Regions from separate parts of the Mus musculus genome. Here regions 2, 3, 4 and 5 are each linked to region 1. A link is a contact called in public ChIA-PET and HiChIP or PLAC-seq data. All regions are on one chromosome and are shown on one strand. Each heading gives the region's core, a stretch centred on a gene start, on an enhancer-like site or on the middle of the called end of the contact. The rest is flanking DNA. Distances are from core to core; before and after follow the strand shown.

The links. ChIA-PET counts read pairs in DNA pulled down with a chosen protein or histone mark. HiChIP or PLAC-seq counts read pairs in DNA pulled down with a chosen protein or histone mark.
Region 2: a contact with region 1 is called in an RNA polymerase II ChIA-PET map of memory CD8 T cells, with 6 read pairs. The contact joins the promoter of Tha1 here to the promoter of Sec14l1 in region 1. A contact is called at or near these places in 2 of 39 promoter capture datasets (hippocampal neurons and pre-B cells) and 2 of 115 datasets of contacts at active chromatin or transcription factors (memory CD8 T cells and pancreatic cancer cells).
Region 3: an H3K4me3 HiChIP or PLAC-seq map of neural tube shows a contact between it and region 1, with 4 times the contacts expected there. The contact joins the promoter of 6030468B19Rik here to the promoter of Sec14l1 in region 1. A contact is called at or near these places in 1 of 39 promoter capture datasets (embryonic stem cells), 2 of 484 Hi-C or Micro-C datasets (CD8 T cells and embryonic stem cells) and 8 of 115 datasets of contacts at active chromatin or transcription factors (bone marrow-derived macrophages, differentiating embryonic stem cells, embryonic forebrain and 5 more).
Region 4: an H3K27ac HiChIP or PLAC-seq map of differentiating embryonic stem cells shows a contact between it and region 1, with 4 times the contacts expected there. The contact joins the promoter of Tmc6 here to the promoter of Sec14l1 in region 1. A contact is called at or near these places in 1 of 39 promoter capture datasets (embryonic stem cells), 1 of 484 Hi-C or Micro-C datasets (CD8 T cells) and 4 of 115 datasets of contacts at active chromatin or transcription factors (differentiating embryonic stem cells, embryonic forebrain, forebrain and 1 more).
Region 5: an H3K4me3 HiChIP or PLAC-seq map of embryonic stem cells shows a contact between it and region 1, with 4 times the contacts expected there. The contact joins the promoter of Ube2o here to the promoter of Sec14l1 in region 1. A contact is called at or near these places in 1 of 484 Hi-C or Micro-C datasets (the G1E-ER4 cell line) and 1 of 115 datasets of contacts at active chromatin or transcription factors (embryonic stem cells).

What each region holds. Positions count from the first base shown.
Region 1 is chr11:117,113,445-117,117,652 of GRCm38.p6, reverse strand. It overlaps Sec14l1 (SEC14-like lipid binding 1), which reads right to left and starts at 2,485. Exons shown (of 16, transcript NM_001166506.2): 1 at 2,302-2,485; 2 at 401-493. The coding sequence starts at 463.
Region 2 is chr11:117,871,405-117,875,612 of GRCm38.p6, reverse strand. Tha1 (threonine aldolase 1) reads left to right here and starts at 2,087. Exons shown (of 7, transcript NM_027919.4): 1 at 2,087-2,442; 2 at 3,926-4,009. The coding sequence starts at 2,214. Gm11725 (a long non-coding RNA gene) reads right to left here. Exons shown (of 3, transcript XR_001780380.2): 1 at 4,180-4,208; 2 at 3,410-3,518.
Region 3 is chr11:117,795,292-117,799,499 of GRCm38.p6, reverse strand. It overlaps 6030468B19Rik (RIKEN cDNA 6030468B19 gene), which reads right to left and starts at 1,840. Exons shown (of 6, transcript NM_029964.1): 1 at 1,697-1,840; 2 at 1,045-1,077. The coding sequence starts at 1,733.
Region 4 is chr11:117,778,456-117,782,663 of GRCm38.p6, reverse strand. Tmc6 (transmembrane channel-like gene family 6) reads left to right here and starts at 1,972. Exons shown (of 20, transcript NM_145439.3): 1 at 1,972-2,128; 2 at 3,373-3,501; 3 at 3,616-3,731; 4 at 3,864-3,959. The coding sequence starts at 3,446. It overlaps Tmc8 (transmembrane channel-like gene family 8), which reads right to left and starts at 367. Exons shown (of 16, transcript NM_181856.2): 1 at 256-367. Gm11723 (a long non-coding RNA gene) reads left to right here. Exons shown (of 3, transcript XR_003949820.1): 3 at 1-9.
Region 5 is chr11:116,579,463-116,583,670 of GRCm38.p6, reverse strand. It overlaps Ube2o (ubiquitin-conjugating enzyme E2O), which reads left to right and starts at 2,224. Exons shown (of 18, transcript NM_173755.3): 1 at 2,224-2,659. The coding sequence starts at 2,258.

The DNA of each region.
Region 1 (4,208 bases), core at 1,236-3,735:
GACCAACTAAGATGAATTCCCTCAGGAACAGTGCTCTCTCCCAAGGAAGGAGCAGCATGGGGGCAGCGCTCCCCGTCCTCCCTGTCCCGCAGCTACGTGAACAAAGAAAGCCAGCAAAAGCCCTAGGAAATGCTTGGCCAGGATCCCACGTCTGCGTTCTCCGTGGGTGAATGATGCAAGCTCGCATGTCACCCCGGATACATTGCAAAAACACAAACGTACAGATTTGCAGTTTCAGAGGCGTTTTGTTTAAAACTGCCAGCCAGACTCTGGCCGCAGGTCACAGTCACGTAGCGGAGCTGAGCTCGTAAAGGCAATGATAACAAGGAGCGGAGTTTGCAGATCATCCAAGTTTAATCTTAAAAAGAAGCCAGAGGAAACTGAAATGTGAAGTACTTACAGCCATAATTAACTCAAAGGGATGTTTATACACCCGCACTGGGGACTGGTATTTTTGCACCATGGTTGTAATTCAATAGCAGTCTTCTTACTCCTGAAAAACATAAATACGTGTAATAAATAACCACATTACAGGAAAGAAAAGTGAGTCTGGATTCTCGTACCGCCACATCCTAGAGACCACCACAGGTCATATTTCCAAACATACACGAAAACGAAAGAGGATTCGCTGAAACGGTCTGACGGGGAAGCATCAGGGTGTTAGTAACAAGCAAAGATGGCCCACATGGAAGGAGGGGCCACCTGGGAGGCCCTCTGCCCCCTGTATGGGCAGAGTCTCTGGCTTAGGTCAGGAGATCTAGTCTTCAGCAGCCATGAAGTCCCAGGATTCAGTGGTGTTCTCTTGAACAATGTCTACAAGAAGCCAACTAAAAATGTAACATGTTATGGCAACCGTTCTGGGGATGACACAAAAAGCTGGAGCAAGCGACCCTTACTGTCTTCTTAAATAATGGGATACTCCTTAAGTGCTGGCTTCAAAGGGAACTTTGTTGTTTCCTGTTTTCTAATTGCTCGCTCCGATTTCAGAGACTGTCTACAAACAGCAGGGAGGCTGCCCAGCTCCAGCTAAGGGGTTCCAAAACCCTCCAGCCTCCTGAAGCCGAGAACCCGAGAACCGCAAGGCAATCAATTACATGCTCAAGTCTGAGGTCAAGGAACCTTGCTTTGCATACAGAATCACTCGGGTGCTGGCAAGGGCGGCTTTCTGGGCAAACACCCTTGTGTGTTCAGAGTCATCTAGAACCTTTTGCTCACCTACTTAAAGGAGGAGAAAAACAAACAGAAATATAAAAAGGAAAGAAAGTCCAGTGAGCCCAGTAGTCCCACTGGGGCTCAATCAATAAGGATGTTATTTTACCTAGATACAGTCAAAAGACATTCAAAAGTTCAAAACCCAGTATCTCGGTATCCCAAATTACAGGTGTTTAAAAAAGCAAACAAAAAACCCCTACGCTGATAGACTTCAGAGGATTGCTATCTAGAGCTGCACTTCTACAATGTTTACATTGCTTTAAACAGGTCTGGAACTTTCTCTGGTATGTTTGCTTGGCATAGCACTCGGAAGGAGCAGGTTACGTTGGAAAACCACCTTCCAACAGTTGGAAAACTACAATGGCTAATAACTCTGGGTGACCTCAAGCATGCCGTTCGCCTTTCCTGATTCCATCTGTGTGAGACGATCTTACACTCCCAGCTCTCAAACCAGACTCCTCGGTTCTCCAAACTCAAGCCTTCATTAATCTCGATTCAGGCGCTGACGCGTCCTGGAGCGCAGAGACCGCGTTCCATTCACTCTCGTAAACCTTACAACGCCGGTGCGCGGAGGGGAGACTAAGAATCGTTTATATTTTTTTAATTGAGAAAATTAGTTTTCGGGTATCTCTCAAATAAAAGGAGGATGATTACCGGGTGCTGACGGGTAGGAGAGAAGATGCAAGCACTGCGTGATGCCTTTATTAAGAAACTCTTAACCAAGTGACTACACTGAAGGACCAGCTTGCTCGCCAGCTCCCTGAACTTGGGCCAGATCTTGGCTTGGGGAGGTCTGGTCCAGATCCACGCCCTGCGCGGGCATCCGGAGTGACCACCGCCAAATGGCACAGGAGGCCGGGGCTGCCTCTGTTGCATGATAATTGGTATTTGAAAATCAGCCCAGGGTCGGCCCCGGGGGAGCGCCTCCCTGCAGGCCGGGGCTGGACGGAGGGGGCGGCGGCGGCGGAGGGACCCGGCTGGCTCCGCAGTCTCCGAGATGGCGAGCGCCCCGGGCCGTCGCAGCAGAGGGACCCTGCCAGGGACTGACACCCGGGCGCGCTCCTACCCTCCACGACGACGCGAGCTTACCTCTTGTCAGAAGGACCGGGTCGGGGACGCGGCGCGGTGGCGGGATGCGTTCATGCCGGCGGCTCCCCGAAGAGAGAGCCGTGCCACAGGCTCGGCTGCCGCCGCTCGACCGCCGGTTCCGGGGACAGGGGCCGGGGCGGGAGGGCCGAGGGGCGCGGCGAGGGCTCGAGTGGTTGTTACGGGTGACGGGGAGGGAGGGGCCAGCCCGGAAGAGGCGCGCGTGCGCACACCAGGCCGAGGGGGCGGGGGAAGGAGCAGGAGGCGGTTGCTAGGGAGGGGGAGGGGCGGCCGCCGGGCTGGCTAAGGGCCGTACTGCGCCGGCGCGAGTTACAGATCTGCGCGTGCGTAGGAGGGGCTCAGGACTTGGTCTGCCAGGACTCGGAGCGAGCCCCAGAGGCTCCTTCTCTTGGCGTCAGTGGGAAGGGGGAAGGGCCGTGGCGGCGGGCGAGGCTTCGCAGTTAGCAGCCACAGACCCCAGAAAAGATTCAAATGCGCACTCCAGCCGGAGCGGGAACTGGGACCTCTACGGAATGTCAGCTAAGCCGGCCCTCCAGCTTGAATGCTGCGCGCTTGCGCCGTCTGTGCTTCCTCGTGGGCTTCCTCTTTTTTTTCCTGCACTGCTATAGTGTCTGATTGCATTCTGGCCTAGTAATGGTGATGGAGCGAACAGGGTGGGGAGGAGATGGGTGTAACCCAAGCACCCTTGTCAACACGTCCAGATGGTTGGGGAATGTCTGGCTGTGGGATGGCTCTAAGGGGAGGGACCTCAAGTGGGGTGCTAGGTGTGCCTTGCGTTTCAGCGTCTCCAACTTTAAAATTTAAGAGCCACACACGGAGACATTTAGGGGTCCTGAAGACGGGCGGGTGACAATAAGCGGACACCTGGCGCATCCACCCACACAGAAAAGCTAGTTTTAGAAGCAACACACAATTTCTCCATCAGTGTCACTGTTGTTCCGTTCACATTAGTCACCCCGGATGGCTGTACTTGCACACAAGAGTTTGGGAATTTCCTTCAGGACCTGTTTACCCACCACACAAACATATCATTCATTGCTCGATCACACTTTATTTCCAACTCAAACCGTCATTTTCCAGCACTGCTACCCGCGCTACTCAGGCTGCTGATGACTTATGTCCACGTGTAGGGATCACATTCACCTTTAAAAGATGCTGTGGGAGCTGGGCAGTGGTGCCTTTAATCCCAGCACTTGGGAGGCTGAGGCAGGCAGATTTCTGAGTTCGAGGCCAGGCTGGTCTACAGAGTGAGTTCCAGGACAGCCAGGGGCTACGCGGAGAAACCCTGTATCAGAAAGAAAGGGAGAGAGAGAGAGAGAGAGAGAGAGAGAGAGAGAGAGAGAGAGAGAAAGGAAGAAAGAAAGAAAGAAAGAAAGAAAGAAAGAAAGAAAGACAAACATGAGCTCCTGGTAGGAGTGAATGGCAGCACCCATTGAGATGATCTTATCCAGAACACACCATTCTGACAAACCTATAGATGAACCACAAATGTACAGGAAATAGAGACTGGAAGATGGGGCCAATTCACAGCCTGGAAAGCACAGACCTCGGGGGTACAAAACAGATATAGTCTTTATCAAATGATTTCTAAAGAAAGATGAGGGGAAGTCTAACTGATACCTTAAGAGGAGTTGGGAAATTCACTTAGACAACTGTGCTCTCAACTGCAGTGGCTGCTCTCCCAGGGGACCAGGATTCGATTCCCGGTACCTACTTGGCAGCTCACAACTGGCTGTAACTCCAGTCCCAGGAGATCTGACGCCCTCTTCTGGCCTCCTCTGGCACTGCATGCCAGTGGTGCACAAGCATACAGGCAGGCAAAAACATCCACAAACATAGAAAGAAGGAAAAGAATTGAAGAGAACATGCCTTCGGGGCACATGCTGAAA
Region 2 (4,208 bases), core at 838-3,337, 760 kb before region 1:
GGCTCTGCTCCTACAGGTGGCCTGGGGCTGCCCCTCCTCCCCACTTTCCTAGCCCCCTGGACTTCCAACGGGTACACCACCTCCTTGTGGCCCATGTTGTCTCCTATGCAAGTCAGTCTCTCCTCCTCCATTACCTGCTGTCAAAGACTGATGCTTCCTCCAGGAAGCCTGCCTGGCTGCTCCTTTCCAACATGCCACCCACAGACACGGCTAAAAGAAGGCAAATGACAGAGAGGAGGCACAGTCTGCATCCGAGAGACACCGCCGTGTTAGACCAGGGCCTCTGCTCCAACAAGCCCTGCTCAGAGCAACTTGCTCCCAATAGACACCGTAGACAGACAACTGGGACCCACACTTTGGAAACAGAAGCAGCTGAGCAGGGCTGAGTTCCCAACCTCCCTGTATGGGGAAAGGTCACCCCTTGGCCCTGGTAAGGCAGAGTGTATCCCACAATAGAAGAACCAAGTTCCAGGGCCTTGCAGTTCCAACGTCAGGATAAACAGCAGCACTTCCCACGAGCCAGGCTGGACAAGCGCAGCTTCTGATCCTCACCAGAGTTAGGGACCATGGCCACAAGTTGTCTGCTGACACACTATTGGGAGCGGGCAAATGCTATCTATGTTCCTTCTTTTTAATTTTAATTTTTTGAAACAGAGTCTCACTTTAGTACAGATTGGCCTGAAAGTCTCAAATATCCTCCCGCCTCCCCCAACCCCACCCCGCCCCAAAGGACTGAGATTACAGGCATGAGCCACCATGCCTGCCTTTTGCAGTACTGAGGAATCAATCTAAGGATCACATGCTTACTAGCTAGGTGCTCTGTCACAGGGCTCTTGGGCATGACTTCCATGGAAGCACCTTGTCTCTCCAAGCCAATGGTATAGGAAAAAGAAAGATTTCTAGATACCTCCAAAACTCCGTTTCCCATATGTCCTAGAGAGATGGCAGACACAAACCCATACAGTCTCTTGGAGACTCTGTAACTCTAGCTCCAGGTTGTCCAGCGCCCTCTTCTGGCCCCAGTAGGTAACTACACTCATGTGTATCTACTCCCCACCCCACACATATGATTTTTAAAGTTTTAAATCTCCCCCCCCCCCCATACAGGGTCTCTGTGTAGCCTTGATTGTCCTGGAACTCTGTGGACCAGGCTGGCCTCGAATTCAGAGATCCGCCTACCTCTGCCTCCCCAGTGCTGGAATTAAAGGTGTGTGCCACCACCTCCCAGCTTTAAATTCATTTAAAAGAAGAATTTGGGGAGAGGAGAGGGGAAGGGGAGGGGGAAGGAGGAGGAGGAGGGGAGAGGAGGGAGGGGGAATGTATCCCATTTGGTAGCATGCTTGCCTAGCACTTACAAAGCCCTAAATCTAGTTCCCAGCACAGCGTAAACTGGGCATGGTGGCACACACTTGAATTCCCAAGCAGGACGGTCAGATGTTCAAGGTCAACTAGGTTACCCAGTGAGTTCAGAACTAATTTTGTTGTTTGTTTGTTTGTTTTGAGACAAGGTTTCTCTGTGTAGCCCTGGCTGTCCTGGAACTCACTTTGTAAACCAGGCTGGCCTCGAACTCAGAAATCCGCCTGCCTCTGCCTCCCAAGTGCTGTGATTAAAGGCGTGCGCCACCACTGCCCGGCCAGAACTAATTTTTAAGGAGAAAAATTAAAAAGACTCCAGTGGTTGAAAGCTACTGTTTATGGGCAACACGGTACCATACTTGATTCCTGGACTTCACATCAGTGTCTGCAGCCTGTTTCCTCGGGTGTAAAATGAGGACCGTGAGGGACTGGAGAGGTGGCTCAGAGGCATGGAACTGATTATGAAGAGAACCTGAGTTCCATTCCCAAACACCCAGGTGTTTCCCAGAGTGGCTGAGACGCTTAATTAAGTTAAATCTGCAGTGCCACGAGCAGTACCATGTACACGCTAAAATCCCCGGACCTCAGCTTTGTTTCCCACTCAGCAAAGTAAGGAACTGTCATTCCAAAATCTCCTAGCCTTTGGAACAACGGAACACAAAAACTACAACTCTCAGCATGCTGCGGGGCTCGAATAATGTATAAAACTCCAGAGAGGACTACAATTCCCATAGTGCCCCGGGCTTGCCCAGTTCAGGTCCGCGCGGGGTCAGAAGAGTCCAGTTACACGGGTTCCCCGCTGGCACGGAAGAGACTGTCCTCCGCTCCTGCGGCCGAGAAAGACGAGTGCCACAGCCATGCTATGCAGCCTGTTCCGGGCCGCCATGCTACGCAGCCTGTTCCGGGCCACGGTCCCGGGGCTCAGGGTGCCCTGGGCTCAGTGGTCTAGGAATTGGGCGGGGGTCCCAGCCCACGTGGTGGACCTACGCAGCGACACGGTGACCCGGCCAGGGCCGGCCATGAGGCGCGCTATGGCCGAAGCGGTTGTAGGAGACGATGATTACGGCGAAGACCCTACGGTCCACGGTGAGCCCGGCGAACAGGCCCGGGGCAGGGGTCGTTGCGGTGACCCCGGGACGCTGTCCGTGGTTCTGACAGGACAGCACGGACGCAGAGGGGTGCCTCGCTGACATTTGAGGACGCTCAGTGGTGCACTCTGCGTTCTTGTTCCTTCTCGGAGAGATCCCTGGTAATGCAGACTCTTGAGCTCCACAATGGACTTGGGGAGCCAGAATCTGCATTTTAACAGGACCACCTGGTGATTTCTGCCCACTGTCACCCAATTGCCCAGATGGGTGTTGTCCAGACTTGGCAAAGCAAGACCCCGAGATGGGCAGAGAGGAGTTCAAGGACCCACATCAGGAACAGGGAAGAACCAGGGTTTGAGACAGGTCTTACTACAAGGAGGGCTAACTACTCTCCTTCATTCATTGGCTGACTTCACAAAGACAAAATCAATCCAGCAAAGAAAGTGCTCGCTGCTCCTTCACAGGGGGGGGGGGGGGGTGCAGAATTTCATATCTAGGGAGTGCAGCGCGTTAAGGAGACAGCAAACCAAAGCCCACCCGGGGTCAATAGTCACTGCTAAGGTGGACCTCTAGTGCTGCTGTGTGTGCACTAGAGATCCAGAGATACACCAGAGATCACACTTGACCTTTGTGGACCCAGGGGTGATTGGGGCTGATCTAGAATCTCTTGACAACAAGATATTACCAGGAACTTCAAAGATGCTGAGCTACACTGCTCTCAGCAGGCACCTGGTGTAAACAGGTCACCACATCAAGGCTGGGAGGTCCTGGCCTCGACAGGAGTCTGAGGAGGGTGAACCAGGGGCTGGGAGGAGGAGCGAGCAGAACTCATCCCCGACCGCACACAGGGCTCAGGGAGACACGGGTATGTGTCCTCTGGGGACAGAATCTAGATCACTTTAGCACTGAGCATTGTGTCACAGACAGGAGAGCCACCATGGCCTTTACCCAGGCCATCCACTCACCCGCCAGCTGCACTCTTTGTGCCCTGCCCGCTCCCCAGAGGCTCTTCTTCCGTGGTGATGTGCAGAGGAAGTCCACAGGGAAACCACAAGGCCTCACCTGCCGGGGCTTCTGGGAAAGGGAGAAAAACAGGTGTGAGGTCTGGGTGGGAAAGGGGCTTCAAACCACAAGGGAGTTTCGGTGGCCTGGGGCGGGGACTGTGGCTCAGGAGGACTGACAGAGGGGCCTCTGGCTGTGGCACGTGGTTACCAAGATCACAGACTCCAAGCCCCACCCACAGGACCATCATTTCTCATCCGAGCAAATGTACCTTTTCGGAGAGAAGTGCTTAAGATAAGGTCTTGCTGTATAGCTCAGGCGGCCCTCCAACTCAGTTATCCTCCTGCTTCAGCAGAGTACTGGAATCACAGGTCTATTCTATCAAACCCTGTAACAAGTACACACGAACTGTGTGCCACGGTACAGTGGCCCGAGGAATTGCTGATTCTTGCCCTTCCCCTGCCCCCCTCCCTTCTCAGAACTGCAGGAAAAGGCTGCAGAGTTGCTTGGGGTAGAGAGGACGCTGTTTGTGCCCACCAACACTATGGCCAACCTCATCTCTGGTGAGTGTCTTACCCGCCCCTCTGAGCCCCAGCTCAAAGGGTCTGTGGCACTGGTGGGCACACACCTGGATTTCTTTTGGGTGCAACTGGTGGAGCACTCTGCATTTGGCAGTGGGAGGAGTGAGGTCTGAGTCTCTGCTACTCCCTAGCTCTTCTTCCTGGATGCTTACCTTGCAGCCCTGGCCTGGGTTGTTTCCCA
Region 3 (4,208 bases), core at 591-3,090, 680 kb before region 1:
GAGAGGACAGGAAGGCAGGACCGCCTCTGCCTGGGTACTTTCCTGAGACTCAGCCACCAGCTCTTTTTTTAACTGTGACACTAATAAACTTTTTCTTTTTTACAGAAAATGAGGAAATGGTAGTTTGGTCTGTGCCTCATCCGAGTGAGATCTGCGTCAACACCACCCTTCAGCAGAACAGAAGGGGATGCCCAGGGATGCAAGGTGGAGACAGGGAGGAAACGCCTGCCTCCACCTTGAAGGGTGCAGGAGGTGGAGAAGTGGCGAGGACCATGAAAGGGGTCCATCTAGGGGAAGGAGGTGAGAGGCAAAGAGGAAAATGGAGCAGGGCATGAATGGAGCGGTCCAGGGCTGCGACCTGTCCCTGAAACCTCTCCTTCCTGGCTCTGTACCGGGACTACTGGGGAGAAAAAGAGAGAGGGGAAGGGGGAGGGAAGGAGAAAGGAGAAGAAAGGAGGGACAGGAAGCCGAAAAGAGAGAGGGAACACAGGAGGGATCTATCTGTTTATCTGTGCATATATATGTGTATGTGTGCATGATATAGTTATACATACATAGGTATATATGTATAGATAGATAAATAGATCAGACAGACAGACAGACAGACAGACAGACAGAGGACACTCACTCTCAACTGCTGTCAGAGCAAAGTGGCTTAATCTCTAGATTCCCTGAGGTCTCCAGCTCCCTCAGCAAGCCCCTCCTGTCCCAGAAGTGCACACTAGAGTTCCCCAGCCTTCTCTGCATCCCACCTATTAGGCAGAGCTGTGGGACTTGATGGAACAGGTGAATTTTGCCCCCTGGGAGGACCTGGGCCCTGTGAACAATGCAGCTGCTCCCTGTGGATCCCTCCTCTTTACACACCTCAAACTCCTCCTCTCCCACCCTGCCCTGTGGGGTGGAGGTCACAGTTATCCATCTGGATCCTCTCACACCAAGTCCTCACCATCAGTCTTTTTAGCCAAGGCACTTGCCACAAGCACCCAGCTGTGACCCAGGTGTCCCCAGCTAGATCCTTCTCCCCCCAGTGTGGGGGCTACTCACCTTCTGTCTGCTCCTCTGAGAAGCCACAGGCAGCTGTAAAAGAGGAGAGGGGAGGGGTAAGAGGAAGCCCTGCAGAGGAGGGAGACTGTCCAGACAGCTTCCTGCCCAGGCTGATATCTGACAGTGAGGCCCCTGGGACCAGTTAGCATCTCTGATCTGGAGTTTTTATCTTATCTTACTTAACACAGGGTCTCCCCTATACTCCAGGCTGGCTTTGAACTCAATACGTACCTGAGGGTGACCTTGGAATCCTGATCTTCCTGTCTCTACTTCCTGAGTGCTGGACATGCACACGTGCGCATGGGCACCCTCCCAAACACACTATACCACACACACATCACACCATACACACATACATACACATACAGAACACACTACACCATACTCACATACACACCACACATACTACATACACCAGTGGAATCCAAATGACAGATGATACCCTAAACAAGGTCACATCTGCATAGCATAGCACATCTGTCTGCTGTCAATCTCCTGCTCAGACCCTCTCACCGTGTCTCTCTCTCTCTCTCTCTCTGGCTTCCAGGGTGCTTCCGCCTTTGGGTCTCTTTCTCTCTTGGACTCTCTTCACACTCCATTCCCTGAGCCTACTCTCTCAAGGCCCTTCCCGTGATGTCTGCAGGAGACTCACCCAGCATGGCAAAGAGGAGCAGCTGAAGGAGCGCCATGCGTCTGTGAGGTTGGGGCTGTGTATGGCTCAGGCTGTCCAAAGCTTCCTGTCTGGCCTCTCCACCCCAAGGCCCCTGGATGCTCCTCGGGTGGCTGCCTGCAGCTAGGAGATAACTTGAAGGTTGTGGCTCTCCAGGGGCCCCAATACCTTACAGGGCTGGTTCCAGGGATATCTGTGTTCTCCCCCTGTTACCTGCAGGGGAGGAGGGGATAAGCGCGTGTGTCTACTGAGTTTGGGATGTGTGATTATCCTGGGGCACTGGCGTGGGGCTAATGTTAACACAAGGGCTCTCCTTATCCAGGAAACCTGGAGAATCAGTAGATTCCTGTTAAGAGGCAGGGAGGGGAGGTTCACATCATATTGAGATCCATCTGAACACCACATACCAGGTGAATTTTGCCCCCTGGGAGGACCTGGGCCCTGTGAACAATGCAGCTGCTCCCTGTGGATCCCTCCTCCTCGCACATCTCAAACTCCTCCTCTCCCACCCTGCCCTGTAGGGGTGGAGGTCACAGTTATCCATCTGGATCCTCTCACACCGAGTCCTCACCATCAGTAACGTCTTTTTAGCCAAGGCACTTGCCACAAGCATGCAGCTGTGACCCAGGTGTCCCCAGCTAGATCCTGTCTAGCTATCGATATTCTGCTCAGACCCTCCCACAGTCTCTCTCTCTCTGGCTTTCAGGGTGCTTCCGCCTTCTGCTATAGCTGGTGCATTCTGTCTCCAAGTTAGACCTCAGGTGGGATGAGACTCTGTCACCTGAGAGTGTGTAGCCCAGTGCCTTACTCTTTTTTTTTTTTTGACAGATACACAGTAGTTTATTTTTAATATGCTTTTTAGCTCAATGGTTGGATACTTTTAAGCCTCCTGAGGCTAACATGTCCTTATCTTCACTCAGATCAACACCTCTAATTCTGCCCTCAACTCAGTTGCCCAGTTACCTTCCCCTTGCTCAGCACCCTAAATCTGCCCTCAGTTTAGTTACATTTCTAATTTCCCCAAACCCAGTCAGGGAAGAGGCCAATGGCCACTCCACCCAAGATCTCACATGGCTGGTGGCTCTCTCTCCCTCCCAAGCTTGGTGAATCCCCTTTCCCTCCACCTGTGTCTGCTAACCTGCCTGCAGGAATCTGAAAGTCCCTCCTCTCCCACTCAGCCATTGCAGTGCCTTACTCTTGTCTTTAAAGGAGTTCAGAGAAAGGCAAGGTTGTCCCTTAAGGACCTAGATCCAGCCTTACCTGGACAAAGGGAAGTGGACCATGCGACCAATACTGGGGTGGTCTGAGCAGAGCCGTTCTTTCCGAGCCTAAGGCTACACCAGGGCCAGACCCACAGGGACCGAGGGGCAGAGAACCGAAGAAGCAGGTAAGCTGGCACTGGATCATACTACCCCATGGGAGGCCACCCATAGCTACCCACCCACATGGGTGACCCCCCCCCCCCCAGTCTAGGCCTGCAGACTAGCCTGTGGCTTTCTGGGCAGGCTCAGTGACTGCACAGGAGACGCCTGCTTTGACAGTGTCTTCACAGCAGAGGACTCCTGCTGCCAGGTCACAGCCTGTGTCATGTGTAGATGCTCCACAGAGCCTGACTGGCCACTGCACTCCAGCCCCTGTCCAGCCCTGTTCTCTAGGAAGGCCACTCTAGCCTGGGCCCCTCTTGCCACTCTTGGAGGATCTACAGTGGCCGAGTTCTATCAGGAAGCTGTCTGAACTGTAGCTCCATAGTCAGAGGGCAGAGTGAAAAGCCACGGGAAGATCCAGCAAAGGAGGCAGGTGGTCACCTGGACACCCGCTGTGTGTGCCTTACAGTAAGGCCCTTGAGCCAGCTCTGACACTCAGCAGTGTGCACCAGGCCCACGCACGCTTTGTTAAGTTTCTCCAGTGGGAAATCAGTGAAGGGGAGAATGTTTTGACTTAGTTCCCCACAAAATTACCATTCTTTAAGAATTAGGGTTTTTTAAAAGATTTATTTATTTATTTAGTATTCATGTATGTGAGTACACTGTAGCTGTACAGATGGTTGTGAGCCTTCATGTGGTTGCTAAGAATTGAATTTTAGGACCTCTGCTTGATTCGGTCAACTTCACTCACTCAGTCCCTGCTTGCTCCAGTCCAAAGATTTATTTATTATTATACATAAGTACACTGTAGCTGTCTTCAGACACACCAGAAGAGGGCATCAGGTCTCATTACGGGTGGTTGTGAGCCACCATGTGGTTGATGGGATTTGAACTCAGGACCTTCAGAAGAGCAGTCAGTGCTTTTAACCGCTGAGTCATCTCTCCAGCCCCAAGAATTAGTTTTTTTTTTTTTTAATGAGGATTTTAAAAAAAGTATGTATGTATTTATTTAATGTATATGAGTACAGTGTTGCTGTTTTCAAACACACCAGAAGAGGGCATCCCATTACAGATGTTTGTGAGCTACCATGTGGTTGCTGGGAATTGAACTCAGGACCTCTGGAAGAACA
Region 4 (4,208 bases), core at 723-3,222, 670 kb before region 1:
CACTCTGTAGACCAGGCTGGCCTTGAACTCAGAAATCTGCTTGTCTCTGACTCCCAAGTGCTGGGATTAAAGGCGAGCACCGTCACTGCCCGCCCCATTCTGTGTGTTTTGTCCAGGCTGGGTCTGCTCTGGTCTTCTCAAGGGACCCAGAATAGAAGGCGTGGCTACATCCCCAATCATGAGAAAAGAAAAGACACCCCCCCCCCCAAACCATCCGGAAGGAAGCAATAGCCCTGGCCTTCTTCCCCCTCTCACCGTCCTTATTGTCACAAGGCAAGCAGCTCACAAAGAGGCAAGGGACCAAGCTCCCCGAAGAGCCCCCTCCTAAGACCAGCTCTTGACACACCAGGCAGGGTGGTGAGGGAGTGGGGTGGGGGTCACGTGACAGGAACCCCGGGGGTGGGGGCCCACCGCGTCTCCTCCCCTCCACCCACTCCCGCCTTCCTTCCTCACAGTTTCCTCTGCCTCTGCGTGCACTTCCCGACCTGGAGGGTCACGGGCACAGGTGAGAGGCGCGGGTGGCACCAGGCCGACCTGCTTTTCTGTGCTCCCACTCCTGCAAGCCCCCTTCCTGGCCGCCAGCCCTTAGGCGTGTCCTGGTGCGGGGACCCTTATCTGCGGTCCGCAGTCGCCCCAGAGAGCAGGCTAGTGATGGGTGGATGGTCTCAGCACTGGAGCTGCTGCCTCTCCGGATCCCTGGCGCTTTGTTCTTTGCTTTTTGTTCTATTTCAAGACAGGGTCTCACTGTGTAACTCTGATTGTCTTGGAATTCATCATGTAGAGCAGGCTGGCCTTGAACTCACAGAGACACTTGCCCAAGGCTGGGATTAAAGAAAGGCCTGTGTCACTATGACTGGCTGGCAGGTTATTTTTGAACTGACCGCCTTAAGGGCAGGCACTGCCCTCCCTGTTGCTATGCCCTGGCCAGGCTCTGGCACCAAGCCCAACCTAAGAGCTGAGGAAGCAGCTTCTTCAAGCACGTCACTCGTCATCCACTGACTAGACCTTTAGGAGTCATCTTGGCCAGTTCCCAGTTCTGGGAGCCCTAGCCTTTCCTCCCTGTTCACCTCTTTTAAAACCTTGTTGTCTCAGCTCTGGATTCTGAGTCTCCGCCTGTGTCCCTGCCCACAGGCTCTGTACTCCCAACAAGTTCACACAGGAAGGCGCCCCAGGAAATGGCTTTCAAATTGGGCCAAAGTCGTGCAAAATTCAGAGTAAGAGCAAGGAGTCAACTAGGGGCTGAGGAGGGCTGGGTCTGCAGACCAAGACTTCCGGTGCCAAGGCGCCGCTTGGTAAACCCACCCAGGCACGGAGAGACAGCTGCGAAGAAGCGTCGCCCTCCCCCCTCAGGCTTCATCTCCTTCCGGTATCCCACACGTTTCCTGGGGTCTGTTAACCTTCGTGTGTAGGAGGGGACTTGTTTTTCCCTTCTACTTCTCACGGTCACCGGTCACCCTGTCTGTAACTTGGGGGAAGCGGTTCTATGGAGCATCTTGGTGGCCAGGTTCCTTGCTCCAGCTGGTGACACCTGGAGGCTGGTGACACTTTCTCGGGTTCAATTTCCTCATCTGTGAAATAGAAAGGTCTTTGACTGTCTTGGCACAGCAGGAAGCAGTTTAACCCTAGCTTTAGAAACAGACACCACGCCCAGGGCGGAGCGGGCAGTAACTCGTTTGCTCAGCCTCTGATAAAGAACAGTTAACCAGGCTGGGAGGAGGCGATTACTCAATCCCGCGTGGGAAGGCTAGGGACTGGTAAGTGACCCCGGGACGTGGAAATGCCGTCCCTCTTTAGAAACTCAAGAGGAATATTAGTGACTCCACCTAGGGGTTGTATACATCCAAATAGTGGGTGGGACACGCCTACTTTACTCAGACTTGAGGGTGGAGTGCTGGGGTGGAGTCTGAGGCTGGCTTGCACAGGGCACTGTTTTGGATGGGCGGGTCCTACCGGTAGGCAGGAACGAGTCACGTGACCTTTGGGGCCCGGTGCCACGTGGGCGGGCGGTGAGGCTACCTCCAGCTGCCAGTCTGGAAACCATCAAAACTATGTACCCTTAATTACTGTGTGCTGATTCTCCTGCTGGTGGGGCTGAGACCTCGGTTCCCCGCGGCGGGTGCGCGCACAGGTGAGCCAATCTGGGGAGAATGGGGCTCCTCTACCCAGAGGGGCGCTGGGACCCTGGTGCTGGGGCGCAACTGCGGTGTAGGGGCGGTTGCTATCGCCAGGTAGTTGACAGCTTGGGTGCGGGTTTCTGGAAACTGCCGCTCCCGGCCTCTCCCCATCTGGCTCAGGGTGCAGGATGGTGCGCCCCGGAACAGCGCACACCTGGCTGGTCCCAGGAGGACCTGAAGATCAGGAACCCAGGCAGATCCGGAGCCCCGGCCCGTAGCCTCCGGAGCACCCAGACTACTGAGGAGAAGAGGTGTGGGCCCGCCCGGGGCCTTGAGCCTGAGAAGTACTGTGGCCAGGGAAAGGACCCTGGAACTAAAAGGGCACCACCTCTCCTGGCTGCTTTCCACCCGGGCGGTGCCACCTCCCGCCGGCTCCAGCCTGGCCTCTCCCTGCAGTGCTCCACTGCAGCGCAGGCGGGGGCGTGCCGGGTGCCAGTCCGGGTTGCGTGGGGCTCTTGGCCGTCGGGGGAGCTCCAGAAAACTTCCCTAGGCGAAGGCAGGGAGGACCGGCGGACATGGCGGGGCGGGGGCTTGCCTTCTGGAGGGCGATCTTGCAGGAGTCAAGTGATTGACTGCTCTTTCCGTCGCGCTTTCCCTCAGGGCCCTGGGCCAGGAGAACAATAAGCCCCTAACAACGATCTGGTTGTAACTGTGCCCGGTGACAGAGCTGGACAAAGGGTGCTTGTGTCAGCTCAGCTTCTCTCTCCAGCCTTCAGCTGAGTTGGGAATGTAGGGAGTCAGCCTCCGGAGGACGCGAGGAGTCCAGTGTGTGGACGCTGCCTCCGGTGCTGGGGGCAGGACTTTGCGGCTGCCTGGTCGCACTTCCTGCTGGTGAAAGCACATTGGGGTCATAGGGCGGGCACAGGGAAGTCCTCGGAGCCTTTCAGCCGCTGCTCTAAAAATGATGAAGCTCTAGGGCCCTCGCCTGGGAACAGACCAGAAACGGGTAGTGTTTACAGGCCTCTCCTTTTTCCCCCAGTACTAGCAACATCTAGGAAACCAATGGAGGAGCCGCGGCCTCACCCTTCCTTCCTGTTTTCGTCACTCCCCCACAGCCGGTCATGGTGGGAATGTTTGGGCCCACTTGTTTTAACTGTGAATTTAGCTGTGGATGGGGTACAGGGTGGGGATTCCTGTAATGTGTGTCTGTGCCTAAAGTATGGCCCCCAAGCATTGAAAGCTGGTTTTGTCTCAACAGATGGGCTGTATGGGGTTCCACAGGCTGCGTCCAGTCTCTGAGCTCCCCTAGGTCTGCAGGGTATAGCACAGCCATGGCTCAGTCACTGGCTTTAGCCCTCGATGTCCCGGAGACCACGGGAGACGAAGGGTAAGTGCCCTGGTGCCGGTGGCCTGCAATGTATTTGTGTTACCCCTTGGTGCAAATCATTCTGCAAGTGGGCGGGCCTGAGTTTGGATTCCCACACTCACTCCTCCCTCGTAGCCTGGAGCCCAGCCCCTATGAAGAAAGTGAAGTCCATGACTCCTTCCACCAGCTCATTCAAGAGCAAAGCCTTCGGGTGGCGGAGGAGGGGCTGGAGCTACTGCCCTTGGGTCTAGGTAAGCCCAGGCCTGCCCTCTGACCAGGTGTGGTGGAGGACCTGGGAATATCTGCTGTCGTTTGTTACAAGAGTGGATTGGGTGGGGTGGGCTAGGTAGAACAGCTGAACCACAGCGTCTTTTCATCCCTAGGCAGAGGTGACCAGACCCTCCCAGGACTTGAAGGTGCTCCTGCCCTTAGCTCGGCCACTCTCCGCATCCTGGCCAGCATGCCCAGCCGTACCATTGGTGAGCCGGGTCCTTTGTCCTTGTGCTGGCCTTCACCCCAGCTGGGGTCTGTGAACCCAGAGTCAGTTCTTCTGGGCTCCCAGCTTTCCTGTTGCTGGAGCCTGAAGCTCAGCATAGTCCTGGGTCATTATTGGACTCTAAACATGACCACTTGCTACAGCTGGGGGAGGGAGGGAAGATAGGATAGGCTCTTGGGTTTCTGGTAAAGGGTTTTCCCTCAGTCCTGGTGCTGAGAACTTTTCAGAAGGG
Region 5 (4,208 bases), core at 975-3,474, 530 kb after region 1:
ATTTTTATTATGGTTTTGTTTTGAAGACAAGATCTTACTATGTAGGCCTGGCTATCCTGGAACTTACTACGTTGACCAGCTGGCCTTGAACCCACAAAGATCCACCTGGTTCTTAACTTTTGTTTTGTTTTTGTTTTTCGAGACAGGGTTTCTCTGTATAGTCTTGGCTGTCCTGGAACTCACTTTGTAGACCAGGCTGGCCTCGAATTCAGAAATCTGCCTGCCTCTGCCTCCCAAGTGCTGGGATTAAAGCTGTGTGCCACCACTGCCCAGCATGGTTCTTACTTGTAATCACTCCTAACTCCCCCTCTTGCTGTGTATAGAAGGCCTCACTGAGATCTGGATCCACCAAAAGGGCTTTGAAGGCAAACCTCCGGTGCTTCTGACTTGCAGCCCTTTCTCATGTGGCTCTGGGCTCTCATCACATCCTCTAGACCAGTTCTCTAAGGGGTCATGACCTTCCAAGTTCCACCCGGGACTCTACATACTCTATACCTATCTATTACAGCCTTGCTTACAAGCTGCCTTAGAGCTGCTTTTTCAGCTATTTAATGAGTATTTGTTTCACGTGCCCAACTAGACTGTCCTCTAGGCACATGTTCATGGCATGCACCACCACACCCAGTTGACAACAACTTAAAAAAATTATTGTGATGATATCTGTGTACATGAGTTTGGGCACATGTGGGCATCTAGAAGATGAAGATGCAGTCACTCTGCAGGGCTACAACTTGATTAGGATGCCAAGGGTGCTTGCTAAACTTGACTGACTAGGAGTGAGGGCACATACCTGTAGTACTCACTAGGGAGGCAGACACTGGCAGATCTCTGTGTTTGAAACCAGCCTGGTTTACAGTGTGAGTTTACATAGATAGGTGGATTTCTGAGAGTCCAGGCCAGTCAGGGCTGCATAGTAAGACTCTGCCTCTTTTTTCTTTTCTTTTCTTTTCTTTTCTTTTCTTTTCTTTTCTTTTCTTTTCTTTTCTTTTCTTCTTTTCTTTTCTTTCTTTCTTTCTTTCTTTCTTTCTTTCTTTCTTTCTTTCTTTCTTTCTTTCTCTCTTTCTCCCCCCCCCACCTTTTTTTGATTTTTCAAGACAGGGGTTTTCTAATATATATATATATATATATATATAAAATTTTAAATTTCAATTAATTTTATTTATTTATTTTGGTTTTATTTTGTAGCCCTGGCTGTCCTGAAACTCACTTTGTTTGGTTTTTTTAAAGGCATTTTTTATTAGATATTTTCTTCATTTACATTTCAAATGCTATCCCCAAAGCCCCCTATACCCTCCCCTGTCACTTTGGGTTTTGTTTTTGTTTTTGTTTTTTGTTTTTGTTTTTGAGACAGGGTTTTTCTGTTTAGTCCTGGCTGTCCTGGAACTCACTCTGTAGACCAGGCTGGCCTCGAACTCAGAAACCCGCCTGCCTCCCAAGTGCTGAGATTAAAGGTGTGTGCCACTGCCTTGCAAGACTCACTTTGTAAGTCATGGCTGGCCTCGAATTCACAGATATCCTCCTGCCTCTGCCTTCCAAGTGCTGGGATTAAAAGCATGTGTCATAACTAAACCGCATTTAAAAAATTTTTGTTTGGCTTTTTTATTCTTTTGTTTGTTTTTACTTTTCGAGACAGGGTTTCTCTGTGTAGCCCTGGCTGTCCTGGACTCACTCTGTAGACCAGGCTGGCCTAGAACTCAGAAGTCCATCTGCCTCTGCTTCCCCAGTGCTGGGATTAAAGGCGTGCGCCACCACTGCTTGGCTTGTTTGGCTTTTTCGAGGCAGGGTTTCTCTGTGTAACCTGGACTTGCTTTGAGACCAGGCTGGCCTAAAACAGAGATGGGCTTGCCTCTGCCTCCTGAGAGCTGGGGGTTAAAGGCGTGGCCACCACGTCAGACCCGGGCATAATTTTTTTTTAAGAAATTACAGTCAGTTTTGCGTGCAGTCCCCGCCCCTCAACTCCGGTAGACCAGTACCCTTCCTCAGGCCCCTAATCCATCTTCGTTCCTGCAGCCCTGCCACGCCCCGCGGCAGTCCTTCCACCCCCGCCCCAAGCATCTTCAGCGTCCCCTAGCGACCGGGCGGCGGCTCCTAGCAACAGCATCCCGGCGCCCTAACGACGGCGGCACGCAGGCCTACGTCAGCGCGCTCGGCCCCGCCCCCGCGCCGCCGGCCCCGCCTCCCCGCGCCTTAGGCTGCCGCCGCCGCTACCGCCGCCGCTGTCGCTGCTGCCGCCGCCCGAGACTCGCGCAGAGCAGTTATGGCGGATCCCGCAGCGCCCGCACCCGCCCAGGCCCAGGCCGCCGCCGCCCCGACCCCGGCCGCAGCCCCCGCCGCCGCCGCCCCGCCGCCCGCGCCCGCTACGGACTCGGCCTCAGGGCCGTCCTCCGACTCCGGCCCCGAAGCAGGCTCACAGCGCCTGCTGTTCTCCCACGACCTGGTGTCCGGCCGTTACCGCGGCTCGGTGCACTTCGGGCTGGTACGCCTCATCCACGGCGAGGACTCGGACTCGGAGGGCGACGATGACGGCCGCGGCAGCTCGGGCTGCTCCGAGGCCGGGGGCGCGGGCCACGAGGAGGGCCGGGCCAGCCCTCTGCGGCGCGGCTACGTGCGCGTCCAGTGGTACCCGGAGGGCGTCAAGCAGCATGTGAAGGAGACCAAGGTGAGGCGGGCCGGGGCGGTCGGCAGGGCTCGGGGAGGGGAACGCCGCCTCGTCGCCCGGTGCACCGTCATCACACCGGCCTGGGCGCGCACGCCGGCAGGGCTGCTCCGGGCGAGGGGAGGGGCCTTGCGAGCGATGCTCGGCTGTGGTGTTGGCCTCGGGGTGATGGACGCGCACGGATGCCCGTGGGGACCTCCTCGGGCGCTGAGGCGCGTTCGGCGTTACACTAGTGCGGCGTTTTTTGCTTACAACCCCCACCGCTAAAGGAGGTCCGTGCTGCATTGTGCTTTCCGAAGGGAAGGCCGTGCCGGGGAGGGCTTGGCTGTGGGTATTCCAAAACAAAGATAGAGGTGAAAACCCAAGAAGTTGAGCAGATGCTGACGGAATGCATGGTGGGGCAGCGGCCCCACGTCTTTTTTGTTGTAACCCCTCTGCATCCTTTGAATTGCCTCGGAGAACTTTATGAGGGAAATGATGAACCAGTCCAGGGCCATGATATTAATAGTACTGAGGGAGATGGTGGCAGCTGCGACTGGGTGTCTAGGACTTCTTGGGGTGGGGTGGCCTATGAAATCGTGGACAGAAGAGAGAGGGACCAATGGGAAAAGCTGCATCTTGTTTTTTCGTTCTTTTGGTTTTAACCTGGGGCTCTTAAGCAAATACCACATTCTCCCACTGTTCGGGAAAGAGGCTTGTGAATGGAGCAGTTCTACAAGAGCGGACTGACATCATAAACCTAAGCCAAGATTGGTTTGCAGGCTTGTTTTCCTGAGTGTGTGGTTTTGTATCTGTCTCTCACATATCTTTACCTCACAGCTCCTCCTGTCCTGCCCCTCCCCATCAGGAAACATTTCTAAGCATGAATCAGGTCCCTGGAAGTGAGAGATCTGCTTTGGGGGAAGGCTGTTAAGTCACTGTTTTTTGCAGTGCTGAGGGTTGAACCCAGGAACTTGATGCTAAACCTCCAGCACTTTGACGTAGAGCTACGTCCTAAACCATTCTACTTTATTTTGAGAGTAAACCTTGCCAACTTGTTCAGATTGGTTTGGAAATTAAGATATTCTCACCTCAAGCCTAGACAGTATAGAGGAGCCAAGCCACCAAAACAATCGCAGGGGGCTCTTCAGAAATTAATATAAGGCTGTATGGTGACTCATGTCTTTGTTTTTTCCAGACAGGGTTTCTCTGCGTAGCCCTGGCTGTCCTGGAACTCACTCTGTAGACCAGGCTGGCCTTGAACTCAGAAATCCGCCTGCCTCTGCCTCCCAAGTGCTGGGATTAAAGGCATGCAGCACCACTGCCTGGCGACTCATGCCTTTAATCCCAGCACTAGGGAGGCTGATGAGGCAGGAGGATCTCTTGGGTTTAAGGCCATCCTGGTCTACAGAGTGGACAGCCAGAGTTACATAATAAGACCTTGTCTCAAAGCAAACAAACAAACAAACAAAAAAGGTTTCTCACACTGGGTAAAAAAGACAGCAGAGGCACATGGCTTCATGCCATACTAAGAAGGGAGACACTGCAGCCAGAGGATGGCAGGAGACCAGCT